Linked DNA regions of Zea mays: region 1 is linked to region 2. The links are chromatin contacts, called in public Hi-C maps. All regions are on one chromosome and are shown on one strand. Each heading gives the region's core, a stretch centred on a gene start, on an enhancer-like site or on the middle of the called end of the contact. The rest is flanking DNA. Distances are from core to core; before and after follow the strand shown.

Region 1 (4,457 bases), core at 1,616-4,115, 420 kb before region 2:
TTTCTGCTCCTCGTGTGCAGCTGTGCTGCAAGTCCCATTTCCGTGCAAATTTTTGCAACTCACGCTTCGTTTCTTTCGTCTGTTCTCGGATATTCCTCACGCTGTCACATTTTGTGCAGGTTGTGCCGCTGAAAATCCAAACTTTGGGATTGATGCGACTGTAGTAACTTGTTGCTCAGTGGATGGTCTTGAGCTTTTCTGTTCCAGCCAGGAGTCAAGATCAACCGAGTACTGTGCTGAAGATGAAGGTGGGTGCAGACCCAAGTACCCAAGATGTGATGGAGGAGGCAGCCCTCAAAGCAAAGCATGTAGCAGAGCGCAAGTTCCACGCACGTAACACCAAGGGTGCCCGGAGGTCAGCGCTCAAGGCTCATAGCTTGTGCCCATCACTTGAGGGCATATCTCAGATGATCTCCACACTTGATGTTCACCTTGCACTGAATCGAAGATTGATGGGGAGAGTGACTGGTACAGGATACTGTCTCTCAATGCCATGGCTGATGAAGAGGAGGTGAAGAAACAGTACAGGAAGCTAACTCTCCAGTTGCACCCAGACAAGAACAAGTCGGTTGGTGCAGAGGTTGCCTTCAGACTTATCTCGGAGGCATGGAGTGTATTGTCTGACAAGAGTAGAAAGATGCTTTATGATCAGAAGAGGAGAGACCATTGTGTGGCGAGTGTGTCCAACGGTTTGTATGCTTATGATTATGATACAAAGCTCAGTAAGCGAGCACGAAAAAATGCCGTTGCCTCTGCCTCAGCAGCTGTTGAGGCTACTACTCGTCTTGCAGGGGCTGACACATTCTGGACATCATGCAACAGCTGCAGGATGCAGTATGAGTACTTGAGAGTTTATCTGAACCACAACCTTCTGTGCCCAAACTGTCACCATGCATTCATGGCTGTGGAAACTGGATTTCCCTGCAATGGAACCAGTTCTTCATTCACGTGGACAACCAAGTCACAGCAGCAGCAGAACCACGATACTGTTGCTGACCATTCATATCAATCAGCAAGCAGAACATCAAGCATTCCAGACACCGGACATGGAGCATACCAGCAAGAGAACACTTACGAGTTGTACAAAAACCAAAGTTTCCAGTTCACTCAGTACCCCAAGACAACATGTGTTGCTGCTACAAATGGTTACAGTACACATGCCTCAGAGAAATCGAAGAGAAAACATGAAGAAAACTACATATACAATTATATTTCAAGTGGCAAGAGCAATGAGTATCCATCAGGGCGTGGACGACATTCAAAAAGGAGGCAGAATTTCAGTAATGGCTGTGCATCTGTGGAAGTTAATGGTCAGAATCTGGCTGCAACTGCAGGTATGTCTGGGATTGCCGATGGAGGAAGATTTAATGGTACATCAGGGGAGAAGTTCAGGTCTGCAGTGAATGCAAGAAAAGCTAATGTCTTGAGGGAGATCTTCCAACTTGACACCCGTGGTCTTCTTCTTGAGAAAGCCAAAGCAGAAGTTCGTGAAAAACTACAAGTCTGGAATATTTTGACATCTAGCCAGTTTGTCGAGAAAAGGAAATCAGATAGAAGAGAGAAGCATATTCAAAACAATATTAAGGCTAATGGCATTCTCTCTGACAATCCAACCAATAAATGCAAGAAATGCATTTCAAAAGATGCAGATACCGAGATCCCTGTGACTGATGTAATGAATCCAGAACAGATGCGTGTACCTATGTCCATTGATGTCCCTGACCCAGATTTCCATGATTTTGATAAAGATCGAACAGAAAGAGCCTTTGGCAATGACCAGATCTGGGCTACATATGATAGTGAAGATGGTATGCCTCGCCTATATGCAATGGTACAGAAAGCTATTTCAATGAAACCTTTCAGGATACGAATGAGCTTCCTCAATTCTAAGTCCAACAATGAACTGGCACCAATAAATTGGATCGCATCAGGTTTTACGAAGACATGTGGTGATTTTAGGATTGGAAGATACCAGATTACTGAAACAGTCAACATCTTTTCCCACAGAGTTTGCTGGAGTAAAGGTCCTCGGGGAATTATCAGGATTATTCCCCAAAAAGGCGATACATGGGCTGTGTACCGGAACTGGTCTCCTGATTGGAATGAACTTACACCAGATGATGTGATATATAAATATGAGATAGTAGAAGTGATCGATGATTTCACTGAAGAGCAAGGTGTGACTGTTGTCCCATTGTTGAAGGTAGCTGGTTTCAGGGCAGTTTTCCACAGGCTCACGGGCTCCAGTGTGGTCAGAAGAATACCGAAGGAAGAGCTTTTCCGCTTCTCTCATCGGGTTCCTTCTTGCCTGCTCACTGGTGAGGAAAGAAATAATGCTCCAAAAGGTTGCCATGAGCTGGACCCTGCTGCAACTCCAGTTGACCTTCTCAAGATTATTACAGATGTTAAGGATGACACCACACGTTGAGGCTCCAAGTAGAAACTCTACTTGTCTGTCCTACAGACTTGCAACTGCGAGCTAGCATGGCTGAAGTCTCAATATGTGCTTCACTCACTCCTCAGCATCATTTGGCTCACTTGCCTTAATCTATCATTGAACTTCTGGATGACGATGAGGACTTAATTAGGCATTTATAACATTTAATTTTATTGTGATATCGATATTGTATAGAGATAAGGGTTATTGACAGGCTGCATATTGTGCTGAGACCAGTTCTCCAAAGGCAACGTATCTTATGCATATGGGTATGGCTGTGCACGTATGCACATCTTTAATCCCATCCCTTCAATCAAGATCCAGTGGCTACTGTCGTTTTAACATTTTAACCCTCCTGTGGCTTCCTCTGTGATAAGAATCCTTTTTTGCAAAGCCCCCTTTCTCCATCCCTTCCTCCAAACAGCTGCACGAGACTTCTGGAACCCGACAGCTGACATGGTCCTTGCACCGCACCCAGTCAACGCCTCCGTTCTTGCCGACTTCCGCCAAAGAACTCGCTGAATGTCGGTTCCCCACCGATGTCGCCATTGTCTAGAGGTCCAGACTGGCGCAGCACCTCGGCCAGCTGCCCAGCTTCAGTTTCTGTAACCTAAATTTGGATTCAAATCTGGAGTTCAAGGTCATAAGATGAATTTTGATTCAAACCTGGAGCAAGACAATTGTGTATGAATGTTGAATTGATTGAACGAGGGACAAAAAAATGGTCATCGATGTTAAACTGATTGGATATTTTTAGGTGTATTGAATTCTTCACAAGAATCAACATGATGCGAAGCTTTAACAGGACCATGAACGAGAAGGCCAGGTTGCATGTGTGCACCGGTTGCAACAAAAGCAGTGGGTTGAAAGAGAACAGAGTCTATAGCGTCCACGCTGCTGCTAGGGCCGGCTACCCATTGCGCGTCCATGGCGTTGAGAAGCTCCGTCAAACCACCACAGCTGGAGCATGCTGGTGGCAGCGCTGCCATGTTGCAGCAGTCCTTGAACGTGGTGACCAGCAGGTGGCGGCTGCGACAGCAACGACATTCGGCGAGGGCACCTGTAGACATAGACGACATGGGTGTTAGCCCTAGCATGTGACGATGACGGATGTATGCCTCGACGGCGGCGGCAACGATGTTCCGCGAGGGCACCTGCAAAGCGTCGGCGTAGGCGGTAGGCCCAATCGTGAGGCTTCTACGAGAAGACAAAAAGTCCCATGCGTGCGGCTGTTTGGGGAAGGAGAAGGGGGTTTTGCAAAAAGAATTCGTATCACACGTAAAGCAGCGGGAGGATTAAAGTGTTAAACCGACAGCAGCCATTGGATCTTGATTGAAGGGATGGGATTGAAGATGTGCATATGTGCACAGCCATACCCATGTGCATAAGATAGGTTGTCTTATCCAAATGGCAGGCCTCATGACTGGCTACCACGTAGGTGCCACTAAGACCATGTTTAAATACACTAAAGCTAATAGTTAGCTGCTAAAATTAGCTAAAGGCATCCAAACGATCTACCTAATAATTCAGTAGTTCAGGTTTTAACTGCTTTTAGCAAACTAGTTAATAGTTAGCTAGCTAATTTCACTATCAATTCTTTAGCTAACTAACTACTAGCTCTAGCGCATTTAAAGTTTATGTCAAGAGCCTAGTTTGAGACTGCTGCGAGACTTTACTCTGTACCCACACTGATTTACTTATCATGTTGTATTAATTTTCATTAATGCGTAGCATAATCATTATATAATCTCACATATCCAGTTATTTTGATTAAATATTATGACTTCTCTGCGGTGCTAATTACCCATCTACTCTTGTTCGAAGATTTATGTACATATGAGTCTTAAAAATGGTCTGTAAATGTTCAGAGGTTAGTCAGTTTCACATATTTACGGTGTAGAAGGAAACCTGTATCATTGTGAGGGAAATATGGGTGCTGTTCGGCTCAGACATTGTTAAGGGAATGGTAATGGGATCTCTTACCGGCGGTAATGGTTATTAGATATAATTGGATTGGACA
Region 2 (4,401 bases), core at 1,337-3,836:
AGACAGAAGCTGCATGATGATTGTTCACATACTCTGGTATGTAAGGAGAGTGACACGAAGTAGTGTGCAAGACCTGCTTCGGCTGGTTCTACCGAGCTTCGGCTTCTGCTATTTCCTTTTGCTTCTGAATGGTGACATGACACATTCTTGTAGTATGACCCTTGTTCTCACCATAGAATAAGCGGTAAATCTTTCTAGGTTGATCCCCAAATCTTCCTCTAAAGCCCCTGGCGCCTCTGCCCCTTGGAGCTGGCGGCCTGAAAGAGCTTTGCTGTTGCCCCGAAGATTGTGAGGTATATTGTGACCTCTAAGACTGACTTCCTTTGTCGTCACTTTGAGTGGAGTTATGGATTGACCTAACGTGCGTCAGATGGATTCTTCCTCCGAAGCCCCTGGTCATTTCAGAGAATCTGTAAGCTTCCTGCCTTCTTTGGCGGAAGTCGTTGTCAGCTCGGATGTACTCATCCATCTTCTGAAGCAGCTTCTCCAGAGTTTGCGGGGGCTTCCTGGCGAAGTACTGAGCCGTAGGTCCTGGCCGAAGGCCCTTAATCATGGCCTCAATGACAATCTCATTGGGCACTGTAGGCGCTTGTGCCCTCAGTCGTAAGAACCTTCGTACATATTCTTCATGGTCCTGCGTGCATTGGAACAGAGCTTGAGCTGTGACCGGCTTCGTTTGAAAGCCTTGGAAGCTGGTAACCAACATGTCCTTAAGCTTCTGCCACGCCGTGATAGTCCCTGGCCGAAGAGAAGAATACCATGTTTGGGCTACATTCCAGACTTCCATGATGAAGGACTTCGTCATGACTGCAGTATTGCCCCCATACGAAGATATAGTTGCTTCGTAGCTCATCAGAAACTGCTTTGGATCTGAGTGCCCATCATACATGGGGAGCTGAGGTGGCTTGTATGATGGGGGCCATGGGGTAGCCTGCAGTTCTGCTGCCAAGGGAGAAGCATCATCAAAAGTAAAGACATCATGATTAAAATCATCATACCATCCATTCTCGTTGAATAAGCCTTCTTGACGAAGCTCCCTGTGTTGGATCCTTCGATCTTGTCCATCTTGAACAAGATGACACACTTCTTCTGTGGCTTCGTCGATCTTCCTTTGAAGATCAGCAAGTCGCACCATCTTCTCCTTCTTTCTTTGTCCTTGCTGATGGATGATCTCCATGTCCCTGATCTCTTGGTCCAACTCCTCCTCCTGGAGTGTTGGACTGGTGGCTTTCCTCTTCTGGCTTCGAGCCTCTCGAAGAGAAAGAGTTTTCTGGTTTGGGTCCAGTGGTTGCAGCGCAGCAGCCCCTGGCGCTGAAGCTTTCTTTGGTGGCATGACGAAGGTCAGTGCTTGTCGAAGGTGGTCGAAAAGGGTTCACCGGAGGTGGGCGCCAATGTTGGGGACTTGTTCTCAAATGCTATGAGTTAAGAACAAGGCAACATAAAATGTTAAAAGTTAATGTCCTTCGTCCTTCGAAGCATTATTTCTCTTAGGATATAATGATCTTCAGATGAAGGTCATGAAGGATATACCTTCATCATCGCGATATATGTTAATAAAAGGAGAAGCATATGAAATATAAGAGACAACATAAACGATTATATAACATTATCAATTCATTCTCATCTCATTATATTATCATGAAAAAGTAAAGACAATATTGAATGACATATGTACCTTCGACTTGACAGAAGGTAAAAGTACAAGCGTGACGCACGAGCAAGTACAGGTCAGCGTGAACAGTACGGGGGTACTGTTCATCTATTATAGGCACAGGACGCGGCCTGTGAGAAATTACATACATGCCCTTTACACTTATTATTGACTTATATACAATTCTATAAGGACTAGATAGCCTTTTCCCCTTTAAGTCGGTTCCTTTTTCCGCCATTTAGCCGAAGCTCCCTTGCGTGTAGCTTCGGAGCAATTCCAACCTTCGTCACGATCATGTTCTTTACATCGTTCATGCTTTTAGCCCGAGTCCGAAGGTACCTATTCATATGTCACACTTGAAAGATATTGTTAAATCACGTTTTTGAGGACCTTCGGAGGACGAAGCCCCCAACAAATATAATGAGGATGAATTGATAATGTTATGTGATCGTTCATGTTGTCTTTTATGTTTCATATACTTCTTCACTTATTAACACATACTACGATGATGAAAGTATGCCCTTCATGACCTTCGTCTGAAAATCATTATATCCTAAATGAGATAATGTTTCGAAGGACGAAGGACATTAACATTTAACATTCTGGGTTGTCTTGTTCTTAATTCATAGCATTTGAAAACAAGTCCCAAACAAATCCAACACCAAATTAACATAATTTATTATGTACTAGTTCATTCAACATAAGTGAAGACTTTGTTTTCTTGACAAATGTAGCCCAATCGAGCTAATGATCTGGTTTGATCTCGGTTCATTAATAAATTGAGCTTAGATGTTAGTTTAGCTTGTGACAAAATTGAAACAAGTTGAGCCGAAATGACCATACATATATTTTAGAGTGTTGATTTAAGATTATAACATACCTAGATTATATAATCCAATAAATTTTAAACTAATACTTAATTCAAAATTTATTAAATTAGGTAATCTAGACAGATTATAACAAACACCCTCCTTGTCCCGCCCCATAAAAAATGGTTAACAAAGTGAAGTACGTATCCCGCACCCCAGTCTGAACACGGGCAAAACCGCGTGTTGGACGGCTGCCTTGCCCCTCCCCGCGCCGCGAATACACTCGAGGGCCAGCCGAGCCCAGTGCCCGAGTCCACCTTCCCTGAATTCCTGTTCGCTACCTTCGCTTCCGCTCCAAAAACCAAATAAAAAACGCACCTTTCCTTCCCTTCTCCTCCCCTTCGCTTTCCCCCGTCCTCCCTTCCCTCGATCCCCTCGCCGGAAAAGATCCCATTCCATCCACCTCCACGTCCCGGCGCAATCAGAGTTTCCGGCGGCAAAGCAGGAAGGCGGAAGCGAAAGGAATGTTGCACCTTTAAGTAGCGCGGCGACCTGGTGTTTCTTCCTGGCCGGCGATGGGCTGCTTCCCGTGCTTCGACTCCCCGGCAGATGAGCAGCTTAACCCCAAATTCGGTGGCGCCGGTGGGTACGGCGGCACGTCCTCTGCCGTCGCGGCGTACGGAAACGGCACAGGCGCCGGCGTCAGCATCGGCCGGCACGGGGACAGGGGGTACCCGGACCTGCAGCAGGCGCCCATGGCGGCTCCGCGCGTCGAGAAGCTCTCAGCAGGTGCGCGACGTGCTCCGCGCTGAGCTACGTGTTCCACGGTTTGGGGTGGGTGGGTGGACTGGATCCCGGCAAGGTGGTTGATCTCCCGCGTGGTGGTTCAACCGCACCGGGCCTGCCTGATCTGATTTAGTAGTGCTCCGTGTAGCTTGTGGCCATCTTTGCGTGTTGAATTAGCGTCAGGTTCTCGATAGGTAAAGGGAAAAGAAGTAGGAACTTTCTATTGTTAGTTATTGCAAATTAGGTTCATTTACTACCTTAGGCCTCGGAGAGATGTAAAGGTTGTGGGGTGATAAACTCGTGGACTGATGCAACCAGGACATGCTATTTTGAATAGTGATTCTCTTTTGTCTGAGTCGGACTGCTGATGAGCTTACTGAATCTACCTCTTGTACTTGTCTATGTGTGCAGCGGCTGAGAAAGCAAGAGTAAAGAGCAATGGGCTCACCAAAGAGGCTTTGGTGCCAAAGGATGCCAATGGCAATGCCATCTCAGCGCAAACTTTCACCTTCCGTGAGCTTGCTACCGCCACCAGGAACTTCAGGCCCGAGTGCTTCCTGGGAGAGGGAGGTTTTGGACGTGTTTACAAGGGCCGCCTTGAGAGCACAGGCCAGGTAACTTTTGAGTTCAGCAGGTGCGACCTATCTGCGGTGAGATAATAGTGCTATTAGCAAATTGCACTGTTGTAGAATTGGGACTTTGTTTTACCCACAGATTTCATGTAGTCCATGTTTGAAATAGTAGCTGTTCAGTGTAGAGCTGTTTTGCTTTATTTTTGTCTTTTGACAGTAGACTAGAAGATTTGGCACTGCTAGTTTTAGTATCTGTTCAATGGAGCTTGCATACCTTATGTTTTTGTCGTTTGCTAGTTTACTGAAAGCAGTCCATGTTAAAGCTGTCCAAATGTTTCATACCTTAGACTGTCTCCAGCAACGTCCTCTATATACATCCTCTATATCCGTCCTTTACAGTATTCTCTAAAACATTCTATCTCATATATCTACTTTCTCTTCAACAACGTCCTCTATATGTAAATACCTATATTAAAGACATTTTTTAATTTTTATACATACGTATTTGTCATACTCTTAAATGTATTGTACATATTTTAGTTTTACTAAACCGGTTGTTTAAAGTATTCAAATAGATAGAGAA

The links. A called contact is a pair of places that touch in the nucleus more often than the background predicts.
Region 1: a contact with region 2 is called in a Hi-C map of tassel, with 8 times the contacts expected there. The contact joins the enhancer-like site here to the promoter of LOC100283091 in region 2. A contact is called at or near these places in 4 of 25 Hi-C or Micro-C datasets (bundle sheath, ear, leaf and 1 more).

The regions. Positions count from the first base shown.
Region 1 is chr4:100,515,014-100,519,470 of Zm-B73-REFERENCE-NAM-5.0, reverse strand. It overlaps the pseudogene LOC103653574. Among protein-coding and RNA genes, the nearest start is that of LOC103655445, 63 kb to the left of the region's middle. Within about 2 kb of position 2,865, at least 16 of the 20 cell types and tissues checked have an H3K27ac peak or open chromatin away from gene starts, as enhancers often do. A contact at or near this core is called in bundle sheath, leaf and tassel, where this site is marked.
Region 2 is chr4:100,095,517-100,099,917 of Zm-B73-REFERENCE-NAM-5.0, reverse strand. It overlaps LOC100283091, which reads left to right and starts at 2,586. Exons shown (of 5, transcript NM_001412293.1): 1 at 2,586-3,249; 2 at 3,658-3,896. The coding sequence starts at 3,036.